Regions from separate parts of the Mus musculus genome. Here region 1 is linked to region 2. The links are chromatin contacts, called in public HiChIP or PLAC-seq maps. All regions are on one chromosome and are shown on one strand. Each heading gives the region's core, a stretch centred on a gene start, on an enhancer-like site or on the middle of the called end of the contact. The rest is flanking DNA. Distances are from core to core; before and after follow the strand shown. Region 1 holds the start of Lrguk (leucine-rich repeats and guanylate kinase domain containing). Region 2 overlaps Gm13853 (predicted gene 13853).

Region 1 (5,812 bases), core at 192-2,691, 47 kb before region 2:
ATGGCAAGAACGCCATTGCCAGCACACTGCTATAGCCAACTTCAAGCAACGTTAGAATGCAACCAGCCCAGGAAGAAAGATGTAGACTAGGAAAAACAAAAAGAGGGATGAGGGGGGAAATAGGCCAAATATTCCAAGTGCAGGAAAGGGCATTAGAGACAAGAGCCCAGGGAAAGGAGGGCAGAAGTGGAGTAACGGGAGGTCAGAGGCAGGAAGGACAAGAAAGAAGGCAAACCAGGAGCCATGTTTGACAGGGGGAGAAAGGTGGCTTGTGAAGAAGCTGAGGGAAAAGAAGGGGGAGCAGCGAAAAAAGGCAAGAAGTGAAATCAAGAAAGATGTTGGTTCTGAGTAGCTATGACAGAGAGAAAAGCCTAACTGGGTATGAGAGGGAAACAGATCAACCTACGATTTTGAAAAAGCACAATAAATAGAAGCCAATACTAGGAGTAAGGGAATGCAAGGTGGAAGGAAGCGAAGGGATGAGGAAGGACAGTCGGTGTGTGGGAATACAGTCAAGTGGGGAAGGGAAGTGGAATCAGGAGATTAGGAAAATAGTTAAGAGCGTTGGGAACGCTCCCCATAAGCCAAACTCTGCCAACTAGGGGTGAGCTGGCTCTCTCTGATCATGCTGTGGCTCCCTTCTAACCAGAAAGAGTGGGAGTGCTTAAATAGGCACACAAATACCCCGAGCAGAAGTAACATATAAAACGTATACATTATTTCGTCTTCAGCAGAGCATTGGGATTTTTTTTTAAACCACCCTGGAGGAAGGAAGAAGATGAATGGCCCGCATAATTTTGTCAATGCGTAATTTTGAAAGCATTAAACCCATACTGGTACACTGATTTTTTTCCCCCCGTTATAACAGTGTGTAATCTGACAGATAAGAAACTAGGAAAAGAAAGTAAATATTTGGAGGGTTTCACCCCCTTTCTCCAAGACAGGAGGTGAAGCACACGAGAAATGGGGGAATAAAAATAAGCAGCAAAGAAAAGCCCTTGCCCTCTGGCTAGAGTGGAGTGGGCTGAGCCCAGGGCTAGAGAAGGCAGAAGCAAGCTGCCGCTGAGGCAGCCAGGTTGAGCGGCTGGAGGATGCCTGAGACTGGGGTGCGGGTTGGGGAGGGGGGGAGGCACACCTCCAAATTCTGCATTTCGGACTCCTCTGACTCTTCAGATTCTCCGTCCTCCTGTTGCTTCTCTTCTTGCTCCGCTTCTGCCTCATGAGAGCGGTGGATGAGCTGGTGGAGGAGGTAAGAGGAGGCGCTTCTGAAAGTCCCTTTTGACTTCAGACCCAGGGGGAAAGAAGGCCAACGGCCCTGACTTTGTTTTTCTGTGAGCGACAGTATCGCCTGGGCTGCAATGCGAGAGGCGCCCAAACCCCGCCTGAAACGGGTGCCTTTCCATCTCGAGGGATTTCGCTCGAAGGCCGCCATCTTGTTTATACGCGTTGCCTAGGAGACTGACGTCATGGCCCGCGGCGCTGCAAGGAACTCTGGGGGGCTGTAGTCCAAGCTTCCGTACTTGCACATTCTGTCAAGGTCTCCATTGGCGTTCACTTTTGCAGCGTTCTGCTGCTTCTTTTATTTTCCTCTTTACGTTCAGTGGCTAGTGTTGTTCCTTTTTGCATGTACTTTTAATCCCTTTTCTCCACCCACTTTCTTTGTCTTCTTGCTGCCTGTCCTTCTTTGAGCTTGTTCACCTCACATTTGATAACATTCACACAAGCATCTCCAGTCTGGCTTCATTCACACCATCGAACTTTGGAAGCATTTGACATCCCTAATTCTGTCGGTCGGAAAGCTAGTAAAGATGAAATTTAACACTATGCACAGCGCCGTGGGAGGAGATGAGGCCGTGACATAGAAGATTGAAAAGACCTGACTCCTCTCCTTTTCCTTTCATTGTAGATAATGAAGAGAAACTACCAAAGGATTTTAAGAGCTCATTTGTAGTTAATTTACATACCTGTCCAACTCTGAGTCTGGTCCTTGGGAAGAAAAAAGCTAGCAGTGGGACCAGAGGGGCAGATTGGGGAAGGGAAGGAAGGGAAAGGGAGGAGAGAAAAGGAAAATAAATCAAACTAATTGTAGTGTATCTGAACCCCTGTGAAGAGGTTAGTATTCCATCAATAATTAGTCAAGTGACCTGCATCTGTAATTATTTTCATCCTGCTGAATAGTTTTATCAAATGTTCTTCTTGAAGGATTAGAAAAGGCATGGCATTCTGCTAGTGTGATTTTATGAAACCCAAATCCTATAGCCTTAAGCTCCACAAAATAGACATGCTATAGAAAAACAGAACGAGAACTGTAGCAACTATTATTGCCATAGCAATGACAACAGAGATCCTGACAGGGAAGTTGTCTTCATCCTCTGGCCTTACTGGGCCATTTCTCCATGCTTCAGTGACAGCCATTACAAATACAAAATGATCCTATCAATGGCTGTCAGGGGAAAAGGAGAAAAAATTCTTATGGACACCATCCATTGACTATTATCTTTCTTAGTGCTTGAGGGACCATTAAAACTGACATAAAGCTTTCAGAATTACCTTCCTTCATTATCTTGCGGCTCGTAACTGGAAAGGGCGCAATGAAAGTATCTCTCTGCTAGGTTTGCCTTGCCTGTTATTTCTTTTCCTAGTGGGTACCGATTTTGACAAGGGATTTCTCTCCAACCTCATTGCCTTAGGGTCTGGATCCACCTAACTAAGAAGACTAGAGTGTTCGCTCTGCTCTTGCAGAAATTATAAAAACGCAAACCCTATGTGTGTCTTCAATAACTTAATCAGCATTTGTAGCAGAGGGAACTTTGCTAACGGCAATCTACTGAGAAAAATGTTTGATGGTAGAGTTAGGATCTGTCAAAGAATAATTTCAAAACATGAAAAACATGTTTGCCCTACAAGGACTAGAATGAAACAGGCTGGGGAGAGTTTATTTGTTGGAGTTGGTCTCGTGAACTGTGCATTCAGATGCTTGTTCTGTGTCCCAAGGTCACATTTCAGTCTAGACGTGGGCATTGTATTGACCAATGTGCTATAAAGAATTCTCCCCAATCTCTGCTTGGACAATAAAAGGCTAGAGCCCAAGACTGGGAAGGAGAGAGAGGAAGGCAGAACTTGAAATGGAGTAGGGGGTCTTAGGTAGGGACTACAAGGAGAAGGAAAAAGGTAAAGGAAGAAGGAGGACTCCATGAGGCAGGATGGCCCATGATCATGTGGCCAAGAGAAGCTCACCCTGAGGCCACACATGAAACAAAACAAGACTCAGTTGGCAAGCAGTGGGTATATTCATCTGGTTATTAATAGCCTCATTGGGTTGTCATAGTGTCAGAACCTGCCCAGTTTAGGTTTGTAGCTTGTTAATGAATTCTGATGTCTTTGTGTTGTTTACTCAGGAGCTAAATGGGAAGGAGTGTGGCAGAAACAATAAATGACATCAGTAATTATTCAAGTCAATCAGAGTTAAAGATGGCAACCATATTCAGAATCCACAAGATAAGGAATTGTGACATAGACTTGCTAAGTTAGAGACTGTTCGAAGTAACTTTGAGGTCCCAAAGACAGAGCCCACCACTCCATCTGAAGCGTCTCAACAAAGCAAAATGTTACTCTTTTTCAGGAGGATGATTTAGAGAGAATGAAGGCACAGAGACAGGAAGTCCACTTGATGGTGGCAACTGTCTTTTTTCCACTGGCTGGAGTCTGACTTCAGGCTCTCAAGATTGGATAGTTTTTTAAAATCAAAGCTAGAGAAATGAAGGTGAAAGGAAGTCAATGACTTTAATCTGAGAATGTAGCAGGGGCTTACTGGGTTGGTGCTATTAAAACGTTTATGTAAAAGTCTTACTGGGTTGGAGAGATAAAAGATCTGAATTCCTTGTCCTAAACACAGGTTTTATAGTTGTAAAGGAGCTGGTAGAGAAGGCTGATATTTAATATTCCTTTCAGAGACAAAACAGGCTAATTTACTACAACATATTAAGACCTAACGATTGGCTTATGATACTGATGTGTATTTGGCCTTTTTATCTCCATACCTACCTTTACTTTCACTTGATGGGTCGGTCCACTGAAGCTCCAGGGAGGTCAACAATTGGCCTAAGGCAGGATGGGGGTCGGGAACAGTGCAAGACACCTAATGTAGACTGAGCAGCACTGCCAAAGCTACAACTTTTTCAGAAAGAAAGAAAGAGATAGAGAGAAAAAGAATGAAGAAAAAGAGGGAGGGAGGGGGAGAGAGAGAAAGAAAGAGAATAAGGAAGGAAAGGGAGAGAAAGAAAGAAAGAAAGAAAGAAAGAAAGAAAGAAAGAAAGAAAGAAAGAGAAAGAAGGAAGGAAAGAAAGAAAGAAAGAAAGAAAGAAAGAAAGAAAGAAAGAAAGCAAGCAAGCAGGGGAGAGAAAGAGAGGAGAGGAGAGGAGAGGAGAGAGAGAGAGAGAGAGAGAGAGAGAGAGAGAGAGAGAGAGAACAAGATAAAACTTCACCAAAATACTCATCATAAAAATAAACTGGTTGGAGCTGGAGAGATGTCTCAGCGGGTAAGAGCACTGACTGTTCTTCCAGAGGTCCCAAGTTTAATTCCCAGCAACCACATGGTGATTCACAACCATTTAATGGGATCTGATGCAGTCTTCTGGTGTGTCAGAAGACAGCTACAGTATACTCACATACATAAAATAAATAAATCTTTACACGAACAAACATGCCAGTCAAGGTTCTTCAGTATGAACAATGAATCCACTCAACACACTAGACTCAAAAAGTCTATCCGAGAACCAACTTTTTACAGAGCGAATCAATGACCCTCCAGGCACAGTGACGTTCCTCAGACTGCCTGAGTTCGGAGTACTCAGTACTCAGCTTTGGTCTTGTTTTTTCACTAATGTGCCTGCCAAGTTGGAAATATACTATGGTACCTTATTTTAGAATTCTGCACATCAAAATAGAAGGTTTTGTCTTTATAAAGGAAGTTGTTTTACCTGGGCTAGTTTTTGTCAACTTGGCACAAGCCTAGTCATTTCTGGGAAGAGAGAATCTTAACTGAGAAAACACTTCTGTAAAATTGGGCCCCAGGCAAATCTCTGGGGTATTGTCTTGATTAATAGTTGATGTGGGAAGGCCCATCCCATGGGGGATGGTGCCACCCCTGGGCAAGTGGTCCTGAGCTGCTCATGCAAGCTGAACTAGCCAGTAAGCTCTATGGCTTCTGCTGCAGGTCCTGTCTCTTGATTCCTTGCCTTGGGTACCTGCCCTGACTTCCCTCATCGATGGAGTGTGGCCTGAAAGTTGTAAGCTGAAAGAAACCCTTTTCTTCCCAACTTGCTTTTGGTTATGGTGTTTCACCACACCAATAGCAGCCCTAAGGTACCAGGTAAAGAGGACGCTAAACAGAGGGTAGAATTTGAGGAAAGGGTATGCTTTGTTGAAATTCTTCCAGTTAGTATAAAACACCAGCAATTGCACCCATCTATCCATAGCTTCCTGTAGACCAGGACGGTAAAAGACTGGCATGCATGCGTATGTGCATGCGTGCATTCGTAGATGCCCAGGCCAGGGAAGTGGAGTGGCCTAGGCTAAGGCAGTCGGTTATGGTCTGCTACTGTGCTAGGAAACAGAACAGTGGCACCATAAGTCTTGTAAGTTCCTCAAGGAGGCACTAGGGAAGGAAGCTATTGGCAGAGAATACAGTTTCCCTATGTTGGAGAGAGTTTACTGATCCTGGCCTTGGCTGCTTGCTGGCTTTTCCTCGGTGCTATTAAGTCTTCTCCTCACTTCCTAAGTGCAGCTGCATGCTATCTTTCTCTGTCCGGAG
Region 2 (6,516 bases), core at 2,975-5,474:
CCACCCTCTCCTCTCCTACACTGCCTCTCTCCCCCGACACTGCCTCTCTCCTTCTGCATGGCTTCCTGTCTCACAAATGGCAAATTACATAGTTACTCTACCTAGAAACAAGGTGTGGTGGTGTGAATAAGAAATGTCTTTGTTGTTATTATTATTATTATTATTATTATTATTAGATATTTTATTTATTTACATTTCAAGTGTTATCCCCTTTCCTGATTTCCCCCTCAGAACCTCCCATCCCATCCCCCTTCCTCCTGCTTCTATGAGAGTGTACCCACACCCACCCACTCCCTCTTCCCACCCTCGCATTCCCCTACACTGGGGCACCGAGCCTTCATGGAACCAAGGGCCTCTTCTCCCATTGATGCCAGACAAGGCCATTCTCTGCTACATATGCATATGGGTCCCTCCATGTGTACTCCTTGGTTGGAGATTTAGACCCGGGAGGTCTGGTTGGTTCATATAGTTGTTCTTCCTATGGAGTTGCAAACCCCTTCAGCTCTTTCAGTCCTTTCTCTAACTCCTCCATTGGGGACCCTGTGCTCAGTCCAATGGTTGGATGAGAGCATCCACCTCTGTATATGTCAGGCTCTGGCAGAGCCTCTCTGGAGACAGCTATATCAGGCTCCTGTCAGCACAGGCTAGTGTATTTGAACACTTGATGGTGCTGTTTGGGGAGGTTATAGAACTTCTAGGGCATGGAGCCTTGTTGGAGGAAATACATCACTGGGGGCGGGGGGCAGGTAGGCTCTGAGAATGTATAACCTCTCCTCACTTGTAGCTGGCTCTCTTTGCTTTCTGTGTGTGGTAGGAGATTGCTCAGCTTCCTGCTCTAGGCACATGCTGCCGTGCTCTCTCTGCCATGATAGACTGTTCCTCTCGAACCATCAACTCTTCCCCTGAGTCTCTGTTAGTCATTGTATTCTCTCGCAGAAATGGAGAAGCAGGCTAACACACCTGGGGAAGCTCCTTTGCTCCTTCGAGATACTCTCCTACACACCTTCTCTTAACCAACAAGTGATTACGTCCTGTCTATTTGATTCCCTGCCCACCCATGAATAATGCTCAACATAGTTCTTGGTCATCTACCTTGTGCCAGTGATTGAACTAAGATCTGAGCAATCAGAGAAGAAAAGAAAAGGCCCTACCCCCACAGGTAAGTTATGGAGAGTGTCGGAGGGTGTTGACTTTTTGGCCAACCTGTGCAGATCTTGTCTGCTAAACCTGGGATCTGAGGACCGGAACGAATGGGCAGACTACAGTCTGATGCTGTAGACAGCCTTACTTCAGTTTCAGTGTACTTTATACACAAATGTAACAAGAAAGCAATCATCCAAGTAAGGATGTTTGAGTTCAAAAAAAACACGATCAGAAAAGCAGGTAAATAAACAGCAGTAAGCACATACTAGATATTAACAGGGCAGCCCCTTCCCAAAACTTTCTTCCCTTTTCCTTTTTAAAGATGTATTTATTTTATGTATGTGAGTACACTGTATCTATATAGATGGTTGCATTTTTAGGACCTCTGCTAACTCTGGTCAACCCCCACATACTCAGTCCCTGCTCGCTCTGGCCCAAAGATTTATTTTTATTATTGTATATTATTAATATAATGTATAATATTATTATATTGTAGTTGACTTCAGACACACCAGAGAAGAGCATCAGATCTCATTATGGATGGTTGTGAGCCACCATGTGGTTGCTGGGACTTGAACTCAGGACCTTTGGAAGAGCAGTCAGTGCTCTTACCCGCTGAGCCATCTCACCAGCCCCTTCCAAGAATGTTCTTAGGACAGACCAATTTGAACACAATTGCCTGGCATGTGCTATTGATTACATATGGGAAAGCATGAAAGCAAGGAAGAAGGCCATATCAAGATTCAGGGCACACTAGCCAGATTGGGTTCCATAGCTCTGTTCTGACATCCACCAAGAATAAACATGTCTTACAAACCGAATGTAAATGTTTGTTGAAGGTTTTATAAAATCATGTCCAAGGACAATCCAGAGAATAAAATGCGCCTGAGGTAAAGGCCCTCTGCCTCTCCCCCCCAGAGCCTCTCCAGAGTTCTCCAAGGCACTGTTCACCAGGAGTCATTCTTCTGACTGTGTTCCAACAGATGGCAATGAAGTTGTGAAGAAAAAGTAAGGAGGAGTAAGATTTAAATACGGTTTAAATAGGTATCCAAATAAGGACTCCTTTAGAGGTGAAACCCAAGCAGAGAACAAAGACGGTGAAGGACTCATCATGCTTTGGAATGTTTCGTAAACGTGTCCACTTCTCCTCTCTTCTACACCCCATCTGTCTTAACCCTCATCCCTCTCGTCTTCTTGGTACCCACTTGCATTTCATTATGCAGTCTCCTACCCAGGCCATATTTCTAAGTCAGAATCATATACTCTGCTCTTGCTTACGGTCACTTAGTGGCTGCCCCACATTCCCCAGAGGACATGATTCAAATTCATTAATAATGACACCTACAGGCCCTTGTGTCTGTCTCCAACTTTATATCTTCCAAGTATCCAAGTACCCCAGCTAAGAACTCAACAATGACAAACCCCGAAGTTCAGAGTCTGGTTTTTCTCATTCCCCAAAGAAAACAAAGTGCCAGTGTTTTGTTTTGTTTTTATTTTAAGCTGTACTTTAGAGAACCTGGTACCCTTTAAAAGAGTCGTTCATTCAGAAAGGGCAGGCCTGTGACAGGTTAAAGCATTCTAATCAGGAAGCCAAGAGCTAATCAGGCAGATGAGCGACGTTTGTATCCTAACGAAGTGGGGATGGCCATGCATTATTAATAAACCGAGGGCTGGTGGCATGGCGTGTCTATTAATAGCACAAGCTAGATGGACCCCAGTCGTGTCATGATGAATGCAAAGCTCAGCACCTTTGGAAAGGGAACCTGTGTGTGGGAGAGGGGCTGGCACTGAAGTTAGCTGAACTGGTTCACAAGATCTTTTGGTCAGACTTCCAGATTTGACAGGGTAGGGATGTGTGCATGTGGGAGCACAGTGGGTTGGAAGAGCATCAGGCCACTGAGACCAAGTGCAGCCTTGTTTCTGGAGAAACCTGCCTTTGTCTTTGTGTTGTGAGGCAGGCTGGGACTGCAGCCTAGATCCTACTTTGCAAATCTGAGCAGTGGTTTCCAAGGGCACGTGGAGGGATCAGTGCAAATGCGTGCAGGCCCATACTTAGGAAGGTAACAATTAGGAGATGTCCCATTTGGGGAACTAGAGGAACTATGGGGTAGGATACTAATGAGAGGCCCATCAGCCCAAAATGGCAGCTCCCTGAGAGAAGGCCAGACTCCAGAGGGACTTCCAGCACTCTCTACTGGAGTAGACATGGATGGCTTCTCCAGGATCAACATTAGAACAGTATCAAGGAATGTAAGATTATAGGTGAGTATGAAGTGTGTTTTAAGGTACAAGGTTTTCCAGGCTGTTCCTTTTCTTTGTTTAGGAATGAAGTTAAAATAAATGAATTCACTGCTTGAAAGTGATGGTGTTACCCTGCAGGACAATCAGTCTAGAGCCTGATCTGACAAGAAGGTGGGTCTGAGCCTGCTGACAGAATACCTTTTCATTTGCTTTGGAGTAAACGTTCCAGTAGTGTGATGGTCACAGAGTGGGGACAGCCTGGAGACTTCCCAAGCTTGCAGAGCTTGTTGAAAGGTGACCCGTGTACTTGCTGGCTAACATGTTGTCTGTGGATTGCTTGCTTTGTAGCTTACTAGCTGCTGGCAAAGTTGCAGAGAGGGGAGGGGAGGGGAGGGAGAGGAGAGGAGAGGAGAGGGATTTTTTTCCACTTACTCTCCAGGCAGAAGATTGGTGCTGATGCTGAGCCGCCTGAGGATGCTGCAATTCTATAGGACAGTCCTTCCTGGAGGCTTGGCTATGGAACAAATCAGACGCGCACATCCCCTCTGAACTCTGAGTGGGGTCCGGGACAGTGAGCGGCCATCTTGAGTGTCTGCTGTATCCAGAAACTATGGAAGTGGAAAATACCTGACCGTCTTGACAGTTCTACAAGTGCAATCCCTAACATTGTCTATCACGCCTGCACAGACACGTGTCTATTGTAGAATCACAAAGGAGCCAGCCACAGCCCTTTCAGTTCCAAAAGGCTGACCACCCGGAGCTTTCTTCTTATAGCTGGTCGAGCTAGCAGCCCTTTGGCTCACACCTTCTCACTTATGAGTGGTGAGCTAAGATGTGTTTAAACTGCAGTAACATTTACTCCCACCGGAACAGCAGAGAAGGAAGTCGCACGCAGCTGTTGGGGAGGAGGGTCGAAAACAGGAAGATGGCGTTTTCTCCCAGTACTTTCATGGTTGATGAATGAGATCTGGGTTTCAGAGGATAAAAATCTCAATTCTGAGGAATTGGTATTGCATGGTGAGTAATGGAGACCTGTAATACAAAAAAGGGGGCTGGTTCCTCCAGATTAGAGCGTAGGGGCAGAGATGTATGGTCTCCTGTTGGGGCCTTCAGGCTTCAGCTGTAATTACTTATTATAGATAGCAAGTTTTAAAAATTATATATTGGATTTTTTTCTAGGATATTTCTCATGAATAATTCAAATACTGACCTCAGACCTGTGTATATGGACGTACAAACACTAAGGGAGCTAAAAATAAAACAAAGAAGCAGAGAAAGAAAAGGCGTGTTAACCGCGGCGATCCAGCATCAGTGTTCGTGATGGTTAACTGAAGGGCCCGGATAGCTGATAAACATGGTCTCTGGGTCCATCTGGAGATGAGCAGTGACCAAATCACAGCACAGAGAAGATCTGCCTTCCGGAGGGCACCGCCCAATCTGTTGAACGGGGCTGTGAGGGTAAATTCTCTGTCTAATCTCCTGCTCTTAGGCAATGAGCTCCTGGCTGTTGTTGTTGTTGTTATTATTATTATTACTCCATGGCATAAGTCAGAGCCCACTACCCTTGCCTGGGCAGAGCAGCATTGATCCCGTAGTTCTCAGGTATTCACATTTAAGCCTGTTCTTACAAGAAAATTCCCATCTCTCCCCTTTCTCATTTAAAAAAAAAAAAAAAAAAAAAGCATGTTTTTTTTCTTTAGTGTAGGCTGCTCTGGAAGATGTTCTGTAGCTCAGGCTAGACTTGAATTTATGATTCGCCTTCTATCTCAGCCTCCTGAGGGCCAGGATTACAAACATGAGCCACGATGCTTGGTTTGTGCCTTTATCTGTTCTCAACTATTTGCCTTTCTGCTTCCCACCAGGCGGCAATGGGACAAGGTGACCTTTGCCAGATGTCAGCGACTTGGTTTTGACCTTTTCTGCTGCCCAAATTGTGAGACGCACATTATTAAAAAAAAAAAAAAAAGACCTTTTTATCTATTTTTTAAATGAATTTCACATCATACACCCCAGTCCCACTCATCTCCCCCCTATATCTCTCTCTGTGTGTGTACGGGCACGCTCCAGTGCTGTGGTAATTGTTTGCTGAAAATAGCTGACAGATTGAAAATAAACTTAAGCAGAACAAACACCATAAATATTGCGAGCAACATGTGGATATAGGTTGGTTAACATCTGGATGGTGCTTTTGACTGCTATCTGGGTTAATAATGTCACTCTCCCCCTTATAAAACTCTGTTTAATATCTTTTTAGGAAAGAATTTCTTATTCGTTTCCACCACTGTGTTTTCTGTGCTGTTCAGTAAACACACAGCAAAGCCCTCTGTTAGGGACAGACCGCAAACACACAGCCACAGAGGGGAGAGAAGAAACAGGGAGAGAAGTGGAGAATCCCAACATGGGTTCCATCTTTGTCTAATCTACGTTACAAGGAAGACTCTTTTTTTATTCCTCGGTGTGACACTGTCTTGGACTTAGACCCAAAGGCGTAGCTCCTTCTTCGGACACATCTGAAGATTGCTTGGGGATTGCTCTGGAAATCCAGGCGCCCCTCACTTCCTGTGGGAAGTTAACAAACATCTCTTCTCAGTGCAGAAAAGGGGTGGGGCGAGCAGGGGAAGAGAGGGAGGGGCGAGCCTGCGGAAAGAGCTTACCTTAATTTGGAGAACTTCCCTCAGCTCTTTATTTTTATGAAGGGTTTGGGCCAAGAGGAAGCGCCCTTGACTTGCCAGCAGCAGAAAGGGAAAAGATATCGTCCGTGAAGGAGAGAAGGCAGAGCTGACCAGTGAGGTGTGTTGATTCCTGAGGCTGAGGAAGCCGTGGAAGCCATGTTCTTCCGTCTGGGCCTGGTTCACAGTAGGGTCCGTGGGGGCTAGATACTGGGACCTGGAGGTTGCAGATGACATTGGGACACTAGAGAGGACCTCCAGCATCACAGGACAGGGGACAGATGAGGAGGCATGGATGACTTTGCCTTCATCCTTCTTGATCCTCTTCTGCAACACGAGGAAGGAGAGGAAGGAAAGCAAGCCTCCCAGGCCGCAGAGGAAGCCACAGAGACTTCGCTTGGATTTCTGCTGACAATGCTAAGTAGGAGCACAGAGCGTGGAGATAGATCTGATTTAGGGAAAT

The links. HiChIP or PLAC-seq counts read pairs in DNA pulled down with a chosen protein or histone mark.
Region 1: a contact with region 2 is called in an H3K27ac HiChIP or PLAC-seq map of microglia, with 9 times the contacts expected there. The contact joins the promoter of Lrguk here to the enhancer-like site in region 2. A contact is called at or near these places in 1 of 39 promoter capture datasets (macrophages), 4 of 484 Hi-C or Micro-C datasets (the N1E-115 cell line, double positive thymocytes and embryonic fibroblasts), 3 of 115 datasets of contacts at active chromatin or transcription factors (embryonic midbrain, embryonic stem cells and microglia) and 1 of 9 other capture datasets (adipose tissue).

Annotation. Positions count from the first base shown.
Region 1 is chr6:34,025,077-34,030,888 of GRCm38.p6, reverse strand. It overlaps Lrguk (leucine-rich repeats and guanylate kinase domain containing), which reads right to left and starts at 1,441. Exons shown (of 20, transcript NM_028886.1): 1 at 1,136-1,441. The coding sequence starts at 1,432. Gm38786 (a long non-coding RNA gene) reads left to right here and starts at 1,165. Exons shown (of 4, transcript XR_868961.1): 1 at 1,165-1,249.
Region 2 is chr6:33,980,624-33,987,139 of GRCm38.p6, reverse strand. Gm13853 (predicted gene 13853) reads left to right here. Exons shown (of 6, transcript NR_168017.1): 3 at 3,467-3,555; 4 at 3,824-4,401; 5 at 4,564-4,842; 6 at 5,247-5,357. Among named protein-coding and RNA genes, the nearest start is that of Gm13853, 8.5 kb to the left of the region's middle. Within about 2 kb of position 4,224, at least 7 of the 459 cell types and tissues checked have an H3K27ac peak or open chromatin away from gene starts, as enhancers often do. A contact at or near this core is called in double positive thymocytes and microglia, where this site is marked.